2 separate regions of the Mus musculus genome follow, and region 2 is linked to region 1. A link is a contact called in public promoter capture Hi-C data. All regions are on one chromosome and are shown on one strand. The core of a region is the stretch at or near the end of the contact, and the rest is flanking DNA. Distances in the headings are between cores, read along the strand shown.

Region 1 (6,254 bases), core at 1,003-3,502:
CATGGGGTGTGACTGTGAGGGTATTTCCAGAGAAGTTTAAAAGAGGAGAGAATATCAACCCTGTAGGCAACAACATCCAGTGGATTCTTGAAATGAATGAAAAGAAACAAAGAGAAAACTAAGCACCAGTGTTTCTCTCTCTCTCTCTCTCTCTCTCTCTCTCTCTCTCTCTCTCTCTCTCTCTCTCTCTGACTGCACATGTGTCTGACCAGCTGCTGCTTCATGCTCTCCCTGCCATGACAGAGTTTCCTTCAGGGAAATTATTTTGTTGTTGCTGCTGCTGCTGTTTCTAGTTTGGGCATTTTTGAAACCCAGGCTGTCCTCAAAATCTCTTATCTCCAGTCTCACCCTCTTGAGGGCTAATAACATTGGTGTATATTATAAATAATCACTACTACCCTTGCCCAGAATAATGACTTTCCAGATTAATGTGAACTAAGCACAATCCTGAACCATGAGTTATTTTTTCCTATGTATTCACAATGGTTAGATTTCCAGAATTCAACATTTAGTAAAACTATGAAAATATTTTATTAACACTCAGCAAAAAGTTATGATTAAAGCCAGATCTTTAATTTTCACAAATATGAAAAGGGCACTAGAATAACTACTTAGACTGGGGAACAGTTTTGTACTGTGAAACTGCTCTATTATTTTTTAGTATCCCCAAATCCTACCTACCAAATGACAAAGTTGTTCATGCAAATCTGCCCATTCCCTCCACCTTAACCAGAATAGGATTCCAGAAATATAAAACTGTCCCCTACGTGTGGAGAGCAATGCTATTTCTGGGGAGAATTATTTGTAGGCATGAGATGAGGCCACATTATTATATTTGAAGTAGACAGAACCATACCTTGATTTGTATATCCCTGGTTCATTATTTTAACTTTAATCTCATTTCAGGACCCCAAAGATTTAGGGGGTGTGCTGGTTAGTTTTAAGTCAACCTGACACAATGCAGAGTCATGGGAGAGGAAGGAGCCTCAACTGAGGAAATGCTTCCATAAGCTCAAGTTTCTGGCAAGTGTGTAGAACATTTTCCTAACTAGTGATTGATGTTTGTGATGGTTTGTATATCCTTGGACCAGGGAGTGGCACCATCTGGAGGTGTGGCCTTGTTGGAATGGGTGTGACCTGGTTGGAATGGGTGTGTCATTCTCGGTGTGGGTATGAGATCTTCACCCTAGTTGCCTGGAAGTCAGTCTTCCACTAGCAGCCTTTGGATGAAGACATAGAACTCTCAGCTCTGCCTGTGCCATGCCTGCCTGGATGCTGCCATGCTCCATGATAATAATGGACTGAACCTCTGAACCTGTAAGCAGCTCCAATTAAATGTTGCTTTTTATAAGACTTGCCATGGTCATGGTGTCTGTTCACAGCAGTAAAACCCTAACTAAGACAATGTTGGAGGGTCCAGTTCTATAACAAACAAACCAAAAAAAGCAGGCTGAGCAAGCTAGGGAAAGCAAACCAGTAAGCAGCATGACTCCATGGCTGCTGCATCAGCTCCTGCCTCCAAGTTCCTGCCCTGATTGAGTTCTTGTCCTGACTTCCTTCAATGATGAACAGTTATATAGAAGCGTAAGTCAAATAAACCCTTTCCTCTCCAAGTTGCTTTGATCATTGTGTTTTTAGCACACCAATAGTTACCCTAAGACATAGAATTACAGAGTCTCGTCTATCTTTCCAATATGGCCATATTTAATAAATCTTCTCTTACTGACTTCCGCTATTAATTTGACTCATTTAATTGGCCCACTGAGGACCGATAACTGAACCTGGTTTGGGGTACAGGCTGTGGCCTCTAAGCTTGATAACAGCATGAGGCTTCAACGTTTCCCTGAGAAGGTGATACTGAGCGGAAACTTAGAATTCATTCAGGATGAAGAATTCTGAACACAACTGATATATTCAATATTAGTACAATTACTTGACCTTTTTTTTATAAAAATGAAAGGAAGTAGAAATTCTGGTATTGTATTTTGCTTCTCCATATTTTTTTCTTTCTTTTTGTTTGTTTGTGGCAGAGTCTCACTATGTAGTCCTGGCTGTCCTGGAACTCACTATGTAGACCAGGCTGGCCTTGAACTCAGAAATCTACTTGCCTCTGAACTCTTAAGCACTGGGGTTAAAGGTGTGTGCCACCATGCTGAGCCTTCATGTTTTTTGTGCACACCTCTGACTGGTAGTCTCTGGAATCTGATAAAGGATTTGTTTCTTCACATCAGAAGTCATTAAGTGACTATCACCACCTGATGGCAGCAGTGTCCCACAACTGAGAGGTCACTTCAACCATAACACTAGGCAAGAAGTGACATGTAGATCCCTACTCCTAACCACATACTGAGCCGATGGAAAGCAGAAGTAAAAAGATCCTGTCAGGCCCAATCTTTGTTATCTGAAAAATTTAAACAATTATACACATTTACAAAGCACAGAATTGAAGTGAAAGTTTCTGGTTTCATTAAAAAAAAAAAAAAACTCAGTGGTGTCACATGATGTTTTTCTGGACGCTGTCTTGGGGGAGGGTACATGATGCTTTTCCTTTCACTATCTTCAGGGTTCTACTTATATTCTTTCTGAATATCACCACCACCCACCACCCTCTCAAGTATCTGTTTTCAGCAAAATATCACATGACCTTTCTCAAGACAGCTTCCAGAAAAACATCATATGACCTTCTCACAAGACAACTTCCAAGAAAACATTACATGACACAGCTAAGGTTTTAAAAATCTGTAGGTTTACAGTCTATACAAATCTATTAGAGTAATTAATATTTTTGCTTGCTTATCACTGTTTAAAACCTTCAGGATTTTCTCCTCTAGTTCATCTTAACACACATAATAAGTTGTTGGGGACTATTGAAACTAAGCTTTATGGAAATTTCTTGTGAAGAATTTGTGGTCATTCTGTACTGGTAGTTTGGCAATTAGCAAGGAGTCTCATGTAGCTTAGCTTATTTATTGTAATGTGTAACTAGTCATAAAAATAGACCCAAGAAATTACATTTCTTGAGATTTACATAACTGCCATGTCTTAAGACTAGATTACAAAGATGTATCATGCATCAATTGTATGATCTGATGACCCTCATTGTAAAGAAACCTATACCAGTCTGGGAACACCCATCAGGTGTAGTTTTCCCTGGATGGGTTGAAACATTCCCCACCAAGCAGGAAACAGCTACCGTGGTAGCTAAGAAGATATTAGAAGAAAATTTTCCAGAGGTTCAGAGTGCCCAAGGTAATTAGATTGGACAATCGATGGTTCTGCTTTTGTCTCTTAAGGTAAGTCAGGGATTGGCAGAGATATTGGGGACTAATAGGAATCCCCATTGTGTGTACTGTCCCCAGAGCTCAAAGCAGATAGAGAAAATAAACAGAACCCCTACAAGAGACCTTGGCTAAGTTGACCTTGGAGACTGGCTTTGACTGGTTGGTGCCCCTCCCCTTGGCCCTGAACACCCCCTACCATTTTAACCTGACCCCTGTTGAGATCCTGCATGGGACACCCACTCCCTTGACCCTGGCTCTTGATCCCCACCAGAGTGACTTTTCAGGCTGACAAGGATCTTATGGTTTGATTGCAAGCTTCCCAGATCAGCCATCTGGAACTGTGGCCTAAACTTAGTGCCCTGTATGATGCAGGTACCCCAGAGGTTCCACAAGAGTTCCAAGGTGGAGATTGGGTGTATGTTAAGAGACTGTGCTGAACACTCAGAAGCAAACAATCCCTGGTGTTGCTGACCACCCCACCTCCGTTAAAGTGGATGGAGTAACTGCCTGGGTTCAATCAGATCAGCACCTGCGCCTGACACCAACTAGATAGCAGCAGACACCCAAGCAACACCCTTCTGCAAGGCCAGAGAAACTATGAGACGGCTATGGTGTGTCTTCTGGCACTGAGTCTCAGCAGCCCCAACAACCCTACCAGGGTGACTTGGCAGGTGCTCCCAGCCACTGGTGATGTGGCTTGGTCCACTACCCACATTGTATCTGGTGGCTGGACCCTGACTTTGATCCCTGATTTAGTGGTAGGCCTTGACTTCAGGGGTGTTGCTGCCCTGGAGGCACAGGGAGAAGGATTGCCTGAATGTGGGGGACGAGGGACTTGTAAATCTAAACTGCGCCTCAGAAGTGGCCACGGAGGGTGGGGCTTAGGGTGCAGACACCCAAAATTGAAGTGTCCTGTGAGAAACCCCCATATATGTGTATCCCCAAGATGGGAGAAGCCAGTATCAGGCCCATCAGTGTTAGGGGGCCAACAATTTCTTCACTACCTGAGGGTGTGAAACATCTGGAAGCACATACTGGAGACCATTCCAGGGATAAAGATTCAATGGCCAAGGTGAGAGAAGGGTTAGCCAGCCAGAAGAGAGAAGAGAGACAGAGCTGGTTTGAGTCTTAGTTTAACAGCTCCCCCTGGTTTACTACTTTGATTTCTGCATTGTTAGGACTTCTGATCATTTTGTTCCTTATTCTGACCTTTGGCCCTTACATTCTAAATCACTTGGTTGCTTTTATTAAAGCTGTCATAGGTGATGGTACAGTTGATGGTCCTAAGACAAAGATCAAGATCTAATTGCAGAGGACCAGGGATATGAGCTACATAACTATCCACAATAGCTTCAAGATTGAGGCATGCACTGGGCATGGTGGCGCACGCCTTTAATCCCAGCACTTGGGAGGCAGAGGCAGGCGGATTTCTGAGTTCGAGGCCAGCCTGGTCTACAGCCTGAGTTCCAGGACAGCCAGAGCTGCACAGAGAAACCCTGTCTTAAAAACAACAACAACAACAAAAAGCAAGAAACCAAACAAAAACAAACAAACAAAAAAACTGCATGGTATTGGTACGGTGACAGGTAGATCAATGGAATAGAATTGAAGATCCAGAAATGAACCCACACACCTATGGACACTTGATTTTTGACAAAGGAGCTAAAACCATTCAGTGGAAAAAAGCATTTTCAATAAATGGTGCTGGCTCAACTGGCAGTTAGCATGTAGAAGAATGCAAATCGATCCATTCTTATCTCCCTGTACAAAGCTCAAGTTCAAGTGGATCAAGGACCTCCACATAAAACCAGATACACTGAAACTAATAGAAGAGAAAGTGGGGAAGAGCCTTGAACACATGGGCATAGGGGAAAATTTCCTGGACAGAACACCAATAGCTTAAGCTCTAAGATCAAGAATTGACAAATGAGACCTCATAAAATTGCAAAGCTTCTGTAAGGCAAAGGACACTGTCAATAGGACAAAGCGGCAACCAACAGATTGGGAAAAGATCTTTACCAATCCTACATCTGATAGAGGCTTAATATGCAATATATACAAAGAACTCTAGAAGTTAGACTCCAGAGAACCAAATAACCCTATTAAAAATGGGGTACAGAGCTAAACAAAGAATTCTTAACTGAGGAATACTGAATGGCTGAGAAGCACCTAAAGAAATGTTCAACATCCTTAGTCATCAGCAAAATGCAAATCAAAACAACCCTGAGATTCTACCTCACACCAGACATAATGGCTAAGTTAAAAAACTCAGGTGACAGCAAATGCTGGCGAGGATGTGGAGAAAGAGGAACACTCCTCCATTCCTGGTGGGATTGCAAGCTGGTACAACCACTCTGGAAATCAGTTTGACAGTTCCTCAGAAAAATTAAACATAGTACTACCTGAGGACTCAGCAATACCACTCCTGGGCATATACCCAGAAGATGCGCCAATATATAACAAGGACACATGCTCCACTATGTTCATAGCAGCCTCATTTATAATAGCAAGAAGCTGGAAAGAACCCAGATGTCCCTCAACAGAGGAATGGATACAGAAAATGTGGTACATTTACACAATGGAGTACTACTCAGCTATTAAAAACAATGAATTCATGATATTCTTAGGCAAATGGATGGAACTAGAAAATATCATCCTGGGTGAGGTAACCCAATCACAAAAGAACACACATGGTATGAACTTACTGATAAGTGGATATTAGCCCAGAAGCTTGGAATACCTAATTCACAAAACACATGAAACTCAAGAAGAAGGAAGACCAAAGTATGGATACTTCATTCCTTCTTATAAGAGGGAACAAAATACCCATGGAAGGAGTTACAGAGAAAAAGTGTGGAACAGAGACTGAAGGAATGACCATCCATAGACTACCCCACCCGGGTATCCATCCCATATACAGTCACCAAACCCAGACACTATTGTGGATGCCAACATGTGCTTGCTGACAGAAAC
Region 2 (6,254 bases), core at 2,122-4,621, 34 kb before region 1:
ACATGACTCAATTCATTTAAGTAATAATCTCAACGAAAATAAAACATATTTAAAAGATAAAATAAGTATTATTATCTAATAATAGCATATAACTATTTTTACTACCTTAAAATACACTTCTATATAGCTAAAATCCTGTTTACTAGGATTTGTCATTTGCGTTTTCTTTCTTTCTTTTTTCTTTCCTTTTCTTTTTTTTTTTTTTTTTTTTTTTTTTTCCTGAGACAGGGTTTCTCTGTGTAGCCCTGGCTGTCCTGGAACTCATTCTGTAGACCAGGCTCGCCTTGAACTCAGATTAAACTGGGATTAAAGGCATGCACCACCACTGCCCAGCTTTGAGTTATCTTTATGCTAAATGTAAGTCAAAATATGTGTAATAGCAAGTGTCATTTGATAAAAAGAAAAACTCCTTATATTTTTTCTTGCTATATAGAACAAAATTTCTTAAATCTTTTATTTTAAAAAATATAATTGGCATTTGTATTATTTTGTTAAGAACTTTCATCATTCTTATAAAACATTTCCCCCTTTTCCCTTGACTGACAATGAGACTAAAACAGTGGTCACTTTCTACACTCTTCAATTTTCTCAGTCTTTCTCTAACACTAAGCAATATTGACTTCTGAACACTTGATAAAGGTGTAAATTCTTCTAATATAAATTTATTTTATAAAATATTTATTTTTATTTTTATTATGTGCTAAGCTCTGTGTTAAGACTTTGTATTATTTTAAAATAAGCCAGGCACAGGAAACAAACATTTCATTATCTCATTCATATAAGGAATCAGAGATGTAAGTGATAGTTACTAGAAGTGTTGATTGCTTGAAAGAAGAGATATTGATGAAAAGGTCATTATTACAGTTAGATAAGAAGAATAAGTTTAAGAAATTCACTGTGCACCATGATGATTATAATGCCAATATATTTACTCTTTAAAAATACAGAATGAATGTTGAGTTATCACAAAAAAGATAATTATATGAAGCAATATAATGCCCAAAAAGGCATAACATATGTACACTGCAAAACATAATTCTGCACATAATAAATACATACAATTTTATCTATCAACTTTAAATAAATAAAAGGCAAACTCATTATTTTAAGTATTGTTTACTAAAGACAAAAGGCAACTGTATTAAGGTTTAGTGTGTTAAGTACAACAACACATAAATATCCCTGAAAGTGTTGTTTAGCTCAAGAAGAAAGGTCTATTAACAATCATATTTTATATCATCAAATAAGTCCACCTCTTTTATCAAGAAAGTGATGACATAACATTGGTTTGCATTTCTCCACCTTGGCAAAGCACAGTCAATAAATAAAGACATCATGGAAACATCTCTGAGAATTACAATAATCATCTATTTCCTTACTTCCTAAGATTTAGCATCTAAAACATGTCAGTCTAAGACATAATCTAAGACATATTTAGAAAATATAAGTACAGATACCATTAAATCCAGATATGAATATAGCAAGAAAAGCATGAACTAGAATTTATAGCCCGGTATATAAAAATTATATCTCTATCTATTGTTTTCAACTATATCTATTTACATATTTTGGTATTTAAGCATCTAAATAAAATAGCATAATTAAAGGTTTAAATATGTATTATTTATAAGTTAGGTGAGTTGATTAGAATGTCATACTCATGTTTTTTTAACTGTGACAATACAAAACTGGGCCTCCCCTTTCCCTAAAATAAGCTTAGATTATAAGAAAAGTATTTCTATTTATGTATGATATGCCTAACATTTAAAATGTTAGTATGCACCTAAAAATAAAGACTTGTCACACAGAAAATCTGTGTTTATGTATACTAACATTTATACACGACTGCTTGCTATTTCCAGTGTCTTAAATAGTATGTATAATCCTTATGAATATTTGGTTGGACATTTCAGTACATTACCCTTAGAAGAAGGAAATATAAAAATAGGGGGGGAAATGTTATTCACAGAACATTGGTGATATTCTGATTTTATAAATACAGTAATTTCAACCTGAAGGGCCATATTTGATAGGCAAGGCATAGATATCCATATATTTTACATTTCTTTCTCATGTCTCACCATATGGAGATGATTTTGATTTTCCTCAGTCTCAGGGTGCCTTCTATAAGACATAAGCATAGCCCAGCCTTGCACAGAGGTGAAATTAAGGGCAGCAAAACCACCCAGCAAAGTTGTTTTGCTCCTACAGCCCCATGACAAGGACTAAAGCCAACGTCAAACGGGACTGGTGAGTCCTAATAACTAGTTCCTATTTCACCAAGGAGCAATTACTCAGCAGACGACTGAAGTACCAAATTCTACCATCCTGAAATTGTAGGTCCTCAGGCACAAACCTCATCAATTGGATGGATTATGGTCATTGATATCTGGGTTTGAAATAACAGCAGTTTGAGAAGTTTGATTTATGCATTTCAACCCAATTCAATGTTACCTGCCAGCACGGATGCCTGAAGACTTCTTGTGACTCTCCCTCCCCCACATAATAAAGAGCTTCCCATTCCAGCTTATGCATTCATTTCTTGGGTAATTTTTCTATTGGTGAAAACAATGGACTCTTTCAATATTCTCTTATCAACAAAGGGCTCTAAGATGAAGTCCTTCTGGCCATATCCCTTCTGACTTCTTTACAGTGATGACTGGCACTGAGAAATGCCAAACCTGGAGAGGGAAATAGGAGACGGGTTGCTCACCTCTCTGAGCTGCTCCAGCTCTTGTTTGAGGCCGTCATACTCGGCCTCCAGCTCGTCATACTGTTGCTTGAGAGTCAGTTTCTCCTCCAGCACCACCAGCCCATACTCTGCAGCCTGGATCTTCTCATGGGTCGTTTCTGTGAGCTCCTTGGTCAGTCTCTCTATTTCAGTCTTATATTGGTCTACCGTCTTCAGCGCCTCCTCTGCGGCCATAGCGGGGTGGCGGAGATAGACGCAAAGCAGAAGGGAAAAGGAGAAGCAAATAGGAATGAAAATAAAAATGGAAAAGAAAAGTGCCTGATGAATAATAGGTAGAGCGCCCTGAGGCCCGGCCGGCAGCTGCGGCTACACGGCCGGAAGCACTGAGGAGGAATACATGGAATATGGGAGGAATATACCCTGCAGCATGGAGACTGCAAGGTGATGACCGCAGCCGGGATCCTCCGGGCCACGCGCCGGGGCAGTCAGCAGCCAAGCTGCATGGCCAAGGGGCAACTCGCGCAGCAAGAGACTCCGGTTCTGCGGCCTCAGAGGCGCGTGGCCGCCATGTCTCAGGCCGCGTCACTGCGGTCCACCGCCCAATGCTCCGTGGGAGGCTGAGCTCCACCTGCTTGCTGGGCCCTGCGGCAGCCAGTGCACACAGATGCGGACTCCAACTGGTCCTCTTCCTCTCAGCCACTCAGAATGCAGGGAGGTAGGGAAGGGGAGGAGCAAATCCAAAACCCCACCGAGCCTCGCAGCGCAGCACAGCCGACTGCTGAAGAGGGATGAGGGCAGAGGGACCCAGAACTAGCTGAGGAATGATGGGAGACTACGGAGGGCTGAGGAGGGGGAACCGCGCTGAGGCGGAATGAAGGCTGAGGAAAATGGGTGTCTTAAAGAGAAGTGGAGGCTAAGGAGGCTGGGGGATGGAAGAGGACTGCATCTGAGAAGAGATGCTAGACTGAGGAAGCCAGGGCAGCTGAAGAAAGGGCAAGGGTGTTGGAAAGGGTGATTGGTGTCTGAAAGATCAGAACACTAAGAAGGCCTCCAACGGGCTAAGTTTTCTGAGGTGGGAATTCGAAGCCTACTGGAGTGCAGTGAGCCCACAGAAAACAAACAGAGCTAGTGCTTTCAAGAATGCTGCTTTTCCAAAGCTTGATAGATGTACCTTGGGAGTCCTTCCTCCTTTCTCAGACTCTGTCTAATTTGGTCTAGTCCACCTAACACTCTACCAGAGAACTTTGCTGTCCCCCAACCTAAGCCTCTGTGCACTTAGTTCATCATACTACCTTACTGCATAACGTAATTACTGGAGAGATGTGAACAAATATCTATTCACCCCAGTAAGGCTACCACCACAGTCCAACTTGATGAACCAACGGGTTTTATTGAAATAATATTTAAAGGAATATAAGTGAGGGGTTATTTACAGAAACAGAAATGACTCAAAAATATCTACATCACCAAAAGCCCACCCCAGGGGTGACAGATCATAGACACTGGAAAACCTGAACCATACTACACAACTTGAAAGCAGCTCAGTAGGTTGGAGACTGTCTGTTTCACATAGCTCTGGTGATTTGTGTCTCTCCTAGGTAGCTAAGCATGTCTGTCCCAACTCTCGGCCTGCTTTCCTGATTATATATCCTTGGGGAAGGAGTGAATCTCATTAGTTTCATGAATTTACGGAAGCCTTTGAGTTGTTTACTTCCTGGGTTTAAGAGCTTCCTAGAAGGATGGAATGTTTTACTTCTCTTTAGAACATCCTGTATATTGAAATTCTGTTAAGATGAACTGTTCTATCTGGGAGGAAATTGTTGTATAACATCTGCAGGTGCTCAGTAAGTCTCTAGGCCAGTGGTTCTCAACCTGTGGGTAGAAACCCCTTCAGGGCTTGAACAATCCTTTCACAAAGGTCTCATATCAGACATTTACATTACAAGTCATAACAGTAGAAAAAATGCAGTTATCAAGTAGCAACAAAAATAATTTAATGGTTGGGGGTCACCACAATGTGAGGTACTGAATTAAAGGGTCACAGCATTAGGAAGGTTGAAATATCGGGCACTGTATTTCTTCCAGATAGTTCTATATAGGCCTTACTACATGGATTCTTCAGTAAAGGAAATGAGTCTGCAATTTCTCTTAGAAGGTATTTATGATATTCTACTAAGCAAAAAAAAAAAAAATGCACCCTTTAAATAAGAGCAAAGTTCTTGAGATAGTGAGTCATGCATTCTTCAAAGCATGTTAGATACATCATGACAACCCTGATATAGAAACCACTATCTCCCACTTATAGGTGTTGAAAAAGGATTGCATCTCCAAAATCAGTGGCTAACAGTTTCTCTGTGATTGCTGGGTTATTTCTTTTCTTTTTTTTTTTTTTTTTTTATTTATATGTAAGTACACTGTAGCTATCCTCAGATACTCCAGAAGAGGCCATCAGATTTCATTACGGATGGTTGTGAGCCACCATGTGGTTGCTGGGATTTGAACTCAGGACCTTCAGAAGAGCAGTCGGCGCTCTTTAACCACTGAGCCATCCCGCCAGCCCCTGCTGGGTTATTTCTTAGCCATAGACACATCCTTGGCACTTCCCTACTAGAAAGGTACTATATTCTCCAAGGACTCAATGTAACTTTTTGTTTTATTTTTCTTTTTTATCGACATATAATAATTGTACATGTTTATGGGGTACAGTATGATAAAGTTATACATAAGAAATTGCAATTCTCTATCTTGTTTATTTTGTCTGTAAATCTCATCAAAAATTGTTTTTCTTCTCTTTCTGTCTGCAGGAACACATTCTATGAAAAAAATATTCTTTATAGAATCAGTCATTTCCCATCACCCTGTCTTGTCTTCATATGCAACAAAGTACATAACTGTTCCCTAGAGAGGGGTGGAAGCAGTCCTGTATGGTTCAGGGAAGAGACCGAAAATGGGTAGACCTCAGTCCTGAGTCTCCAAGTCAGTTATCACCATCCTCTTTTGACTCTTCTTTAGACTCGGGTGCACTCTGTGGTAGGTCACAATTCATCTGCCAGAATCCTCCTGACTGTACATCCTATATGTATTTGATGGTCACTTTGAATAAGTCACCTCCTAACCAAAAGGCATTAGGAGGATTTGGGCCTATTTTGCAGTCCGCATCACCCTACTTGCATACTTTTTAGTTGGATAGCAGGCTCACCATATCCCCCTTGAGAGCAATGGACATGCTCAGCTATGGTATCATGGAAGGGAAAACTGTTCCAGCGACTCAGATCCAGGCTCACAGTAAATAGTGCTTTGTTCCTGTCTCAGGCAAAGTCTCTTTCCATGTGCTTTTTGAACCACTCCTTCATCTATTCTACTCCTCAAATTCTTCCTGACTGGGTGGCACTTGTCAAAAGAATTTCAACATAATCTCATAATCATCACTGTGATTTTGTCAAAGAGCATCTAGCTGTGTTTCCACACATTTTGGATGCCCTTAAGACTGCTGTTCTGGCCACAAAGCAGATTTAAAAAACAAAAACAAAACAAGACAAAACAAAAAAAAAAAGTTCTTTTT

Evidence for each region. Promoter capture Hi-C pulls out the DNA fragments that hold promoters and counts their contacts.
Region 2: a promoter capture Hi-C map of macrophages shows a contact between it and region 1, with 7 read pairs. The contact joins the promoter of Bicd1 here to the enhancer-like site in region 1. A contact is called at or near these places in 4 of 39 promoter capture datasets (the HPC-7 cell line, embryonic stem cells, macrophages and 1 more) and 4 of 115 datasets of contacts at active chromatin or transcription factors (effector CD8 T cells, embryonic stem cells and memory CD8 T cells).

The regions. Positions count from the first base shown.
Region 1 is chr6:149,371,374-149,377,627 of GRCm38.p6, reverse strand. No RefSeq gene overlaps it. Among named protein-coding and RNA genes, the nearest start is that of Gm38930, 22 kb to the right of the region's middle. Within about 2 kb of position 2,252, at least 115 of the 459 cell types and tissues checked have an H3K27ac peak or open chromatin away from gene starts, as enhancers often do. A contact at or near this core is called in the HPC-7 cell line, effector CD8 T cells, embryonic stem cells and 3 more, where this site is marked.
Region 2 is chr6:149,406,101-149,412,354 of GRCm38.p6, reverse strand. Bicd1 (BICD cargo adaptor 1) reads right to left here and starts at 3,371. Exons shown (of 9, transcript NM_009753.4): 1 at 2,714-3,371. The coding sequence starts at 2,926. It also overlaps the pseudogene Gm15783.